2 separate regions of the Gossypium arboreum genome follow, and region 2 is linked to region 1. The links are chromatin contacts, called in public Hi-C maps. All regions are on one chromosome and are shown on one strand. The core of a region is the stretch at or near the end of the contact, and the rest is flanking DNA. Distances in the headings are between cores, read along the strand shown. Region 1 holds the start of LOC108480160 (probable protein phosphatase 2C 4). Region 2 has its middle 18 kb from the start of LOC108480500.

Region 1 (5,473 bases), core at 2,948-5,447:
TTAAAATAAAAATTATAAAACTATCAAAAATTAAATAATATTAAGTAATTTATAATATATTATGATATTTTTAAATAAAAATTTTAAAATACATGATTAAATTAATGAAATTTTATATTAATATACTATCATATTAATTAATATCAACATAATAATGTCAATAAATTATTATTTTAATATTAAATTTAATAATATAATTTTTAGTTTATATATATTATAGCAATTATCTTTTACTTAATATTGCCAAAAATAATAAATAAAATTATCATTAATTATATATTCCGTAAATCCTAATTCGTAATCAAAATTAATATAAACAAAAAGTCAAGCAGAGCTGCGGGTTGTACTCGGAAAACCTGGCGTTGACAAAAGGGATTTTCTGTGGAAGTCAAATACTCGTGAAACGTGTCATTCATCCCTGCCTTATTCAATAATAAATAATCTCGATCCAACGGTGATGGTGGCACGCTTTTCCAGGCACAATTAAGGAGTGTTTTTCTTGTGGGTGGCTCTTTTGACTTTGATGGCTATTACCAGAATTTATGACCTTTCAATTTTTCTCACCAAAACCACTTCCCCATTCTCTAACTTGGCGCGTGCAATTAACTCTAAACAAAAAATTTAAACCCAAGTTTAAATATAATAAATACGTAATAAATTAAAATACGAGCAACATTTTGATTAGATTTGATTATATATGATAAATAAATATTGATGGTGCTCGCAATTTGAACTCAGGTTCTACATGGTCGGCAGCGGTGGCACGAGATGAGCATGGTAATTGGATATGGGGAATAGAAAGAAGTATTGGAAGATGCAGTGTACTACAAGCTGAGCTTTGAGCCATTTATGATAGCCTCCAATTAGCTTGGGAAGTTAAATGGGCAAATATTATTACCGAGACAAATAGTGTTTTAGCTATCAAAGGTGTTCACGAAGATTTTAGAGGATATTCTAATAGAGATTTGATTGTGCAAATCCAACAACTATGCAAGCATGAATGGATAGTGCTCTTTAAGCAAGTATCTAGAGAGGCGAATTTGGCTGCTGATATTTTAACTAGATTGATGAAAGGTTTTCTTATAGGCACGAGAATATTTCATGTTCCCCATCCACAAGTAGATGATCAGTTGCGAACAAACAGACAAGTTATGCCATCCAACCCAGATACTACTGTTAGCTTGTAATTGAAGCTTGTACATCTTGTTATCAAAAATAAAATTTTATTTAGTGACAACCCAAAGCAATTTTTTTTAAATGATGAAAATATTTAATTCTCTATAATATGTTTGAAATTGCATTTAAAAAGTTATGACAATTAAAATTACATAGTACCAACTAATTATTTCTATAATAGTCTCATTTGTCTATTAAAATTTTAGATGTTCTTGAAACGTGATTGTTATACACTTATAATGTCATTTGAGTCACCTATAACAACATTTGAGGTTTAGATCGATTTGATTCTTTTTAGATTTTAAAATTTAAAATCATAATATATTAAGAATATTAATTGTTGAGATTTAAACAAGTTTACAAATATAATTTCATTTATTAAAATGTTTTTCTAATACAATTATTAATATATTTAGTATAAAAATTAAAGGTTTTATTGATATAGTATCTTAATTAAATTTTATTATTTATATTTGACTGAAGAACATAATTAATTGTACTAAAATTTGAGACAAAAAAGATGTTATAGAGAAGAATATATTTGCACGATGGCTGCTTGGGGACATCGAATTCAGCTTTGCTTCGACGAATTCAATAGATGTTACAGTGCAAGGAACATTAGGTGCTTACGTATGTCCCTAGGGAGAGAAATCAATTCGTTGATCGTTTAGTGTTCAGAAAGATTGAGTGCTTTTGATCATTTAGTTTAATTTAGTTATCTCGTATTTTTATTCACCAAAAAATAAATAAATGAAGAGAGTGCCAAAGTAGACAAAAATAATATAAATACTATATTAAAAATATTAAATTAAGATACCAAGCTAATATAAAAAACTGTAAGTATTATAATAAAATGATGTAGTTGAAAGGAAATGTTAGCAAAATCATTAATCATTGGTAATATTTTTGTGTTTCAAAATGTTTGACTTAAAAACACTCATTAATACCATATATCTAATTAACAAAAATAATATTTAATTTTAAATTTACAAATTGTTAAAACAAATAAGCCCGTAAACTATCACTCTCAATTAATGTACCATCAAAATTGAAAACCCTTTTAACAATATTTGTCAACTTGTCCAAGAGCGTGAAATCCACGCTCTCTAACTTACAAACTCTATTCAAACTACAATAATAAACCTTCCCTTAAACACCACCAAATTTATGCAAAGGTAAGATAATGTAATTTTAAAAATTTAAATATGAAATTATGTAGCATTTTAAAAATTCGAACTCTCATTTAATTTTGTTTCCCAAGCGGCTTTGTTTATATATGGTTTTGTCTTTGGTGGTGTCCGCGTTTGAGTTGTCTATTGTCCGTCTTTTTCTCCTTCTCACTAACCATTTCTTTTTTCTTCTCATTCAATACACATATTTTATCTTTTTTCAGTTTACAGATCTATTTTATGAGTATCTTTGTTATCTTCACAAATTATGATGAACAGATGACAGCGCCTGTCGTTAGCTAAAACTCCACCGACCACCAGTAGTTTTTCTTGGAAAGTAGGAGCCTCTTCGTTAGCTTCATAATTTGTTTCTGTTTTGAGAGTATTTAAGGATTACAAATGATTTCATAAGTTGATTTGAACTCGTGTTGTCTTAAGTTTTATATTTTTTTTTGTTTTTCCATTGTTTAATAAGTTTTCAGTTTTAAAAATGTTTGTTTGCTCTTGTAGCAAGTTTTTTAGCCTTACTTATGCATGTAACCTTAGTTTTACAAGTGATTTTATAGATAATTTTATTGTCATCCCCTCTAGTTTGGTAAATACTCGACTCTTTTGTCGATTTTTGCTCGTAGCTTTGAACTATTCAGGACTAGTTTTTATATTGTATTAACTGCTTGTAATCACTCCAAATATGTCGTACTTAAGTTGTGACAAAACCAATTGTCAACGTGTCATGATGTTCTATTTATACTGAGGCTAAAGTCTTTATTATGTTGATGGAGCTTGTCCTCCACCATTTACAATGAATGTTTTGTTATTTTTTTCTTGAATTGTATAGTTTTATTCATTAAATTAATTAATAAAATTACGTTTGAAACTCATAACTAATATTACACAAATAAAATGCTAAATCTTGGATTTGGGATCGAAAGGTTTCTAATTTTGGATTGGGGATTGTAAGATTTTTAAGTACAGTTTTAATAAATAGATTAATTTCAATTTATATATTATTTTCACAGAACTTAAAATAGTCACATGAGCAATTTTCTTTTAGAAACATCACAAATCCAATTTAATGAAAATTTCTTCAGAAAATTAAAATTTTAAAATTAAAAGTAGTACTAAATTCTAAATGTGAGAATAGTATAGAAAGCAAAAGCATAGTTAGACCTTAAAAATTTTATTTTATATTAAAGGGTTAAAACATGCTATTAGTATATGTACTCATCCAAAATTTGAAATTTTATAATTGTACTTAAAAGTTAAAATTCAATTCTATGTAAAGAGAGGAGAGCACTTAGACTATTTATTAGAAACCTAGTAATTTCTTTGCTTACACTGGTTAGCATAGGATTTCTAGAAGCAGAAAAAATCGCCTATGAATGGATCTTTCTTATAGTCATTCTATTAATAAGTTTCATTATTTTATATCGGGAAATAAATAAAAAAAAGAATTGGATTCTTTTGTTGCTAATCCATTTTTTGTTAGTGATTTTGGCTTTTATCTTACGCTCTTTCCTATCCGAGATGATTTCGACATTATAGTCCAATAATTATTGTTGCTTGTAATTTTTGTTAAAATTTGTCAATTATATGCAAATTTTGACGAAATACTAACAATGTTAATGAGTGGATTGTAATTTTTAAATCAGAAAAGAGAGTTAAAATTTTAACTTTTAAGTATAAGGACTAAAAGTTAAATTATGTCAAAGTACAGGGACTAACAGCATATTTTAAGCATATATATTTCAAATTTTGTGAAACTCGACTAATAATATAAACCCCTTTCTTAGTCAACGCCCCCACCACTCACTTCACCCAAAACATTAATAAAGTTAAAATAAATAATAAAAGCATAAAAACACTAATAAAATGGAACCCAAAAGAAAGTGTTTTTTTTTTCTTCAATTTGAAAAGCTTCTCTCTTTCTTCTTGCCAAAAGTCAACGCCTTTCTTCTTCACCTTCCTCTTCTTATCTTCTTTCTCTTTTCCCCCTGAAAATTTAAGAGCAAAATAAAAGAGAGAAAAAGGGAACACAAATATATTGAATTTTTATTTTTAATTCTTTTGGGGGGTTATGGGTAACGGTTTCGGCAAGTTAAGCGTGTGTTTCACCGGCGGCGGCGGATATGGCGGTGGGGAAGAAGCTCGACGTCGGAAGGAAATCTCCATGTTGCTATCGGATCCCCTCGACGAAGGCCTTGGCCACTCCTTTTGCTACGTCAGACCCGACCCAACCCGACTCTCTTCGTCCAAGGTCCATTCCGAGGAATCCACCACGACTTTCCGTACGATCTCCGGCGCCTCCGTCAGCGCCAACACGTACACGCCGCTCTCGACGGCGCTGGTGGACCCGTACGTCAGCTACAGCAACGGCTGCTTCGATAGGGCGGCGGCTTTCGAGAGCACCACATCGTTTTCCTCGATCCCGCTGCAGCCGATCCCTAAGAGCTTGATAAATTCTTCCGGTCCCATGTCCGGTAGCCTAGTTTCAGGTTCGGGTCCCTTGGAAAGAGGGTTTATGTCGGGTCCGATCGAGAGAGGGTTCATGTCGGGTCCCCTCGATAATGTTAATAACAATTACAGTCGTGGGTTATTTTCGGGTCCACTCGAAAAAGGCTTCTCCGATCAGTTTCAAAGAAGCTTTTCCCATGGCGCTTTTGCTTTTAAACCCAGATCGAGAAAAGGGTCTTTAATTCGGATCCTCCAAAGAGCAATCTCGAAAACCGTTTCTCGCGGCCAAAACTCTATCGTTGCTCCGATTAAAGGTGTCGTTTCAATTAAAGAACCCGAATGGATAATCGGGTCCGAAAAGAACCCGATTCCCCATCACAACGAGAATTTAACCGTCAGCAGCTTGAATCTGAGCAGCGAAGGTAGCTTAGACGACGAGGAGTCAATGGAAAGTCAAAATCTTCAATGGGCACAGGGGAAAGCCGGCGAAGATCGGGTACATGTCGTTGTTTCGGAGGAACATGAGTGGGTTTTCGTTGGGATTTATGATGGATTCAACGGCCCTGATGCTCCTGATTATTTGTTATCAAATCTTTACTCCAATGTTCATAAAGAACTCAAGGGTTTATTGTGGGATGATGGATTCGAACAAGCCCCTGCAACTTCCCCTGAAG
Region 2 (6,069 bases), core at 1,569-4,068, 41 kb before region 1:
TATCAATTATGTCGATTCATCATTTTTACAATTTCTTCATTTTCTTCTTCTTTTTTTAACTCTTCCATATTTAAGCCTTTTATCTTGATTTGTTGTTCATCTAATAATGGTTAAGTGTGCCAAAGTCCTTTGCTCCAAATCATTAGTAGGAGACTTGATTTGAGCAATGGAGGCCCATTGTCCTTCATAAAATGATAGAAGTTTTATGCGCCTTTTTGGAGCTTTGACTTGTATGGGTTCGAAGTCCTCAACTACTTTTCTCTTGCTATGTAGTTGAATATGCAACTTTAGTGGTCTTTTTTTGTATTAGATGTTGGTTATTGTTTGATGTAATGCTCTCTGTATTTATGAAAATAAACATTTGATAAAACAAATTTTAATTTTGATTCAATCACACATATTTAAAAATAAATAAATCTAATTATTTTTACGTTTGATCAGTGTAATTATTTGTGTATGTAATAAGTAAATGTGACCTAGTTTAGTATTACTGTTGTTCTTGAAAAATGCTTTTGTAAAATTTAATTTAGAAAAAATGATTTTTTTAAATTGTTGTGAAAAGTGTATTTTTACTTTTTATTTCAAATGTTGAGCTAATGTTAAAACTACTTTTAAAAGTTTAAAAATTTATTTTAGACATGATGTTATATAGTAAATAATAAGTAAATTTAATTAATATTCAATAAGTTTTAGCTTAGTTGACATTGTTATTATTACCAATGTAGGAGGATGGGAGTTCGAGTGTGTTTAAGTATGTTTTATCCTCATATTTAAGTTTTGGGAATGAGTTATGGATAGTTCTAGACATTGTATAAAAAAATAATTAAAATAAATTATTTTTAAATTTTAATTTGAATATACATACCATATTTTAGATATTAAAATCACATACAAATTGACACTTAAGTTATGGCCCATTAGTCAGATGTTCACCTTCCTTAAGAATAACCTAAGTTTGGATCTTCGTTGTAAAAAAAAAAATGCATACAAATTATAAATCTTACAACTTGAATATATAGTGCTATATATTTAAAATAAATTTCAAAAAGAAAAAGAACATAAATATTACAAAAAATAAATATTTGATATTTATAATTTTAAATAAATACATTAATGTATATAAAATAGATTAATAAATAAGAATAATATTTGGTACACTGTTAGTGGAGTTTTTAGATTTCACAAGTAGATTGAGAGGGTTGCCAAGTGTCTTATAGGATATAGTAAAATATTAAAGAAAATAAATATTTTAAAAAGAGACACATGACAATTTTGTGGAATAAAAGATACACCATTAGTATAGCAAATATTAATCTTAATAAATAAGTTTTTTTTCTTTTACCATTATTCCCATTAAAATTAGGTTTTTTAATTATAAAAGCATCAATGTGATTAAAATTGTTTTAACAGTCAAAAGCGCTTTTGAACTATTTAAAATAATTTTGTTAAAATCACGTATTACAATTTTTTGAATAATTTTATTATAGGTTTTGATTATATCTACTCTTTTTATCATAATACGTAAAACTACCTATAGTTCATCCTCAACTCATAAATAGGAGAATAATATATTTCAGCGCGCTCAAACCCACATCTTCATGCATTAACAACAATGGCCATACTAATCGAATTAAAACTGAATCCACAATCACATATTACATTTTACATTAAATGAAAGCTGAATTTTTATTTTGAGATTTATATTTTGCAATCAATATTTTTAATTGATCTTAAGCAACATGGATTATCTCATTACCTCTATAGAATCTGTATTGATGGATTAGACAATTTCCCTCCTTTTTGATGGTCCAACAATGATTACCCATATTACAATTACAACTCAAATCTTTTGTTCTCTTTCGATGGTCCAATTATGATTACCCATTTTAATACAATTACAACCCAATGGGCTTTCATTTGGGTTCAATCAAAGGGGGTTGTGTCAACTTTGAACATTCATTTCAAGTCAATACCATACTTTTTTCAAATATAATAATAGATCACCAAGAAAACCCTAAAACAAGGAGATAACTTGTTCCCATGGTCAATTTAATTTGAATTTATGAGTAAAATGAATTGGTCATAAGGAAAGAAAAAAATTTTGGGTCAATTTTTTATTTATTTAAAAATTCCAAGATGTTGGTATTTAACTAGTATGGTATATACTATTTTCTAGAATAGAATAGAAGAAAGTTGAATAAAAGTGAAACATTTGAGATAACCAAAATGTCAAAGCAATCGAGTTATTGTTGAAATTCAGCAATGTTGACAACTTCAAAACACCCATAACATTAAACTAATTGCAAAAGCCAAATAACAAAAATAAACTTTCTCCATTTGATTTGAAAATAGTAAGTCAAGACCTATATATGGCTCTTGGATTGAATGGCAAGTAGTATTTTAAATTATAAATTCATTTTCATTGTCAATTTAATAGTAATTATTTTTAATAAAATTATGAAAATAATAATAAATCAGTTCAATTGTCAATTTTTTAATTTTTAAAATTTTAAATTAATAAAAGTAAAATTGTACTTTGTCTCCTTAAAATAATAAAAATTAATTTAAATTTTTAAAATTATAAAAAATAAGTTATTAAATGATAAAATTATATTTTACTATCATCAAAACTATAATTTAATTTCAACCACCCTAAAAAATTTTCTAAATTTAATCTAATCCAATTTCGAATTTATTGAAAGTTTAATCCATCTGTCGAATATGGAAAGTTTAATAATAATAATAATAATAGTGGTGAGACACATAAGACAAGATGTTACCCCATGGGCGCATGTGGTTGGAGTTGAGAGAGCTAAGGCTAAGATTAGATTAGGCAGACACGGACAAGATGTCACTTGAGTGGTCGCGTGCTTCCCTTTCTCATCAATTCCTTTAAAAAATTGTTCCCTTTCTTTATTATCTTTTTTTTGTAAAGATTTTGGCTTACAATCATTTTTTTTAAAAAAAAAAAAATCTAAATTTGAATTTTATGTCAATTTTAAAATTGATTTTAATTCATGTTAGTTGTGACTTTAATCAGTAATTTATTGGCTTAAAAAAATCATGTTTACTAGGCTTTAAGAAATATAAAGGATATTGGTTGTGTCAATGGCACGTTTTGGATGCAACGTCTGTTGTAATTCGTTTTTCACTTAGGTTGCCGTCTAATTTGCGATATATGTTTCACATTCTTTTATCAAAAAATTCTTTAATTACTTTGACAATATTTTTTAACAATTTAATAGTTAGGATCACGAAGAAAGTAAATTAAATTAAGATTCTTTTGAAGACTTTTTTAAAAGAAGTCTTATTCGTATAATTTTTCATATTTGATTTTTTGTGAAAATTTATTTGATCAGCATAATTCAAAGAGATTAAAGTTCACATTAACGGCAATATTTAACAAATATTTCTTTATTTTATTATTTATATGAGATTGAAAGCACTTATTTGTTCATTGTGAAGGAAAAAAACCTTGTTATTGAAGATTTTAATGATGAAGGTAATGTGTCAATAGCCAATTCGTAGTAAAACAGTCAAGATAAATATAGGTAAACGCACCTCTCATCCAGAAGAACCCTAAAAATCTTGAATAAAGCTATTGAAGTTACTAAACCTAATCTTAAATAGAGGACACCTCAATTTCTTACTCACACTCATGTGCAAAAAAAAAAGAGATGAAGATTATGGATGAGAAAAGTTTTATCAATGAAAGAAATATCCAAAAAGATGAGTTTATAGAGAATGGTATTCACATTTTCTGGAGCAAAACGATCTCATGCTTTCTGTATCCTATGCCAAAACTTATGTGAAGAATTTGGTACTTGAATTCTATTCAATCTTTGATATTCCATTATAGACAAGAATGGTGTCCATTGTATGCAAACTTATGTGCGTGGACACTTGTTCACCTTTAGTCCTGCACTGATAAGTATGTTCATGCATCATTTTGGTGAAGATGATAATACGTTTATTGCAGATCATGATCATTTGGCTTTCCAACTTACAAATAAAGTCTGATCCACTTGACCTGGTGGATAAGATTTTAAAACTTCGGAGGTTGAGCCTACCTATGTTTCATTACAAGCCATTGCTATGCAAAACTTTTTAATTGCTAAGTCAATTGCAATTCAACATGTAATTGATAGAAGAATTTAACGAACTCTCTTTCTCTCTCTCTATATATATATATATCACATAAAAATTGGATAAAACAAAATCGTAGATAATCTGAGGAGATCGATTCAAATCAAAAACTTAGAGTTTAATTCTATTATTTCATTTGAGTTTAGTATTTGAATCTCAATATTTATAATCAATTTTAATCTTTTTGATGTAATATTTTTTATTTTGTCGTTCACTATAAAAGAAGTGCTCATTTGGACAATTTGAATCAAATATATTTGAGTATCTTAATGATTTTTTCATTGAAATTCTTATCATTAAATGAAGAAGTTGATATATATTGTAAATAGTTTTAGACAAAGAGATGAAAAGAAAGAGAATATTGAGAAAGTTTTGATATTGAATTAGACCTATGTATCGATTTTGAATTTATTGTTCTTTAAATTTTAAAGTCATTTTAAAATCACATTTTCATTAAAATCATATCTAGATTCACAGATTAAATTATTTCAAATTTCAATTTAATCTAAAATTTTAAAATATTAGTAATATGTAAAAGATAGTGAGAATATGTTAATTAGTGGGGACTGATGGTGGTGATCTTGATAGCTGATGACAATGACCATGGTGGCTCATGCCTCCCCCAATTTGTCATTAATTGATTTTAATTTCCAGTCAAACTCTCTCTGGATAGTGTGTTTACTCAATGGCTAGCATTCTCTTTTTTGCTTTCTTAAAACCTTCACCAATTCCTTGTAAATTAAGCTACAACTCCTAAGCCGAGTTAAAATGATAAAAAATTTAATATTTTTAATTAAAATTTTAAATTTGAATATTTTGAATGAAAAATATTGGAAAAACATTACCTTCATATAAAGTTTGAACTAATTTAACAACAATTTATTAAATTCCTAACAACTTTCACAAAAAAAAAAAAAAAAAAAACCATTCTTGATGTAGTTTGAACCAAATATTAAATATTAAATATCATGAACGTGTTTGAATTCCCTTTTTGCTTGTCCAGTTTGAAACCACAAGCAGAAAGGTAGAATTTTTAGAAGTCAAAAAGGGGGGGGGTAACATTCTTTTTTATAAAAAAAATTTACCAATTTCATGTGATGATTCGATATTTTCACTGTAAAATATGCAAAGGAAAAAAAATGGGTTTTTAGTTTTGTTGTGAAGAGTTGAAAGTTAAAGCATTGATAAGATAAAAAAACAGGATTCAGATAAGACAGGTTAAATTAGGTATTTTCAGATGTTTGTGTTAGGTATCTAACACCCTTTTTACGAAAAAAAGAGTGCATATATTCCTTTGTTCCAAGAATTGTGATTTTTAGATTGTTTATTCCTCAATATTAAGTGTTTTTTCTCCCTAGAAAATGGGTTAATTACTTCTGTTTTAAATTTTAAAATATTTTAAATTGAATTTTAAAAGCATCAATTAAGTTATTTTATCTGTTTACCTATTAATTTGATTTAAATATAATGTGAAATGTAAATTAAATTGTAAATATATATTTATATATGAATCACGTGAAATTGACATAATAAGAGAAAAAAAACTTTCTAAATTTTACTAATAGTATTATATCTTGATTGTCCATGTAATAAGTATACATTAATTTATAATTACCTAAAAAATATTTCAAAATTTGGGTTTAGATAAACATAAACAACATGAATCTCTCAAACCCTAAATAAAATTGTGGATTAGATAAATTATGCCAAATAGAAAGAAGAGAAGACAATGAAATAGACTGTTGTAGTATGAGTCAGCAAAGCATCTATCAATTTGTATATTACTATTTATCTATATATAATATACTTTTTTCTTAAAGTATTTATAACCCAAATTCTAATTAAATGAAGAGAAAAAAACCTACAATATTTAAATTAGAACTAATTATAGGTTGGGCTATTTTTCTAAGCTTAAAGCTCTAC

Evidence for each region. A called contact is a pair of places that touch in the nucleus more often than the background predicts.
Region 2: a contact with region 1 is called in a Hi-C map of leaf, with 4 times the contacts expected there. The contact joins the enhancer-like site here to the promoter of LOC108480160 in region 1. A contact is called at or near these places in 3 of 5 Hi-C or Micro-C datasets (all in leaf).

Annotation. Positions count from the first base shown.
Region 1 is chr1:8,332,970-8,338,442 of ASM2569848v2, reverse strand. LOC108480160 (probable protein phosphatase 2C 4) reads left to right here and starts at 4,197. Exons shown (of 4, transcript XM_017783057.2): 1 at 4,197-5,473. The coding sequence starts at 4,423.
Region 2 is chr1:8,372,325-8,378,393 of ASM2569848v2, reverse strand. No RefSeq gene overlaps it. Among protein-coding and RNA genes, the nearest start is that of LOC108480500, 18 kb to the left of the region's middle. Within about 2 kb of position 2,818, at least 1 of the 2 cell types and tissues checked has an H3K27ac peak or open chromatin away from gene starts, as enhancers often do. A contact at or near this core is called in leaf, where this site is marked.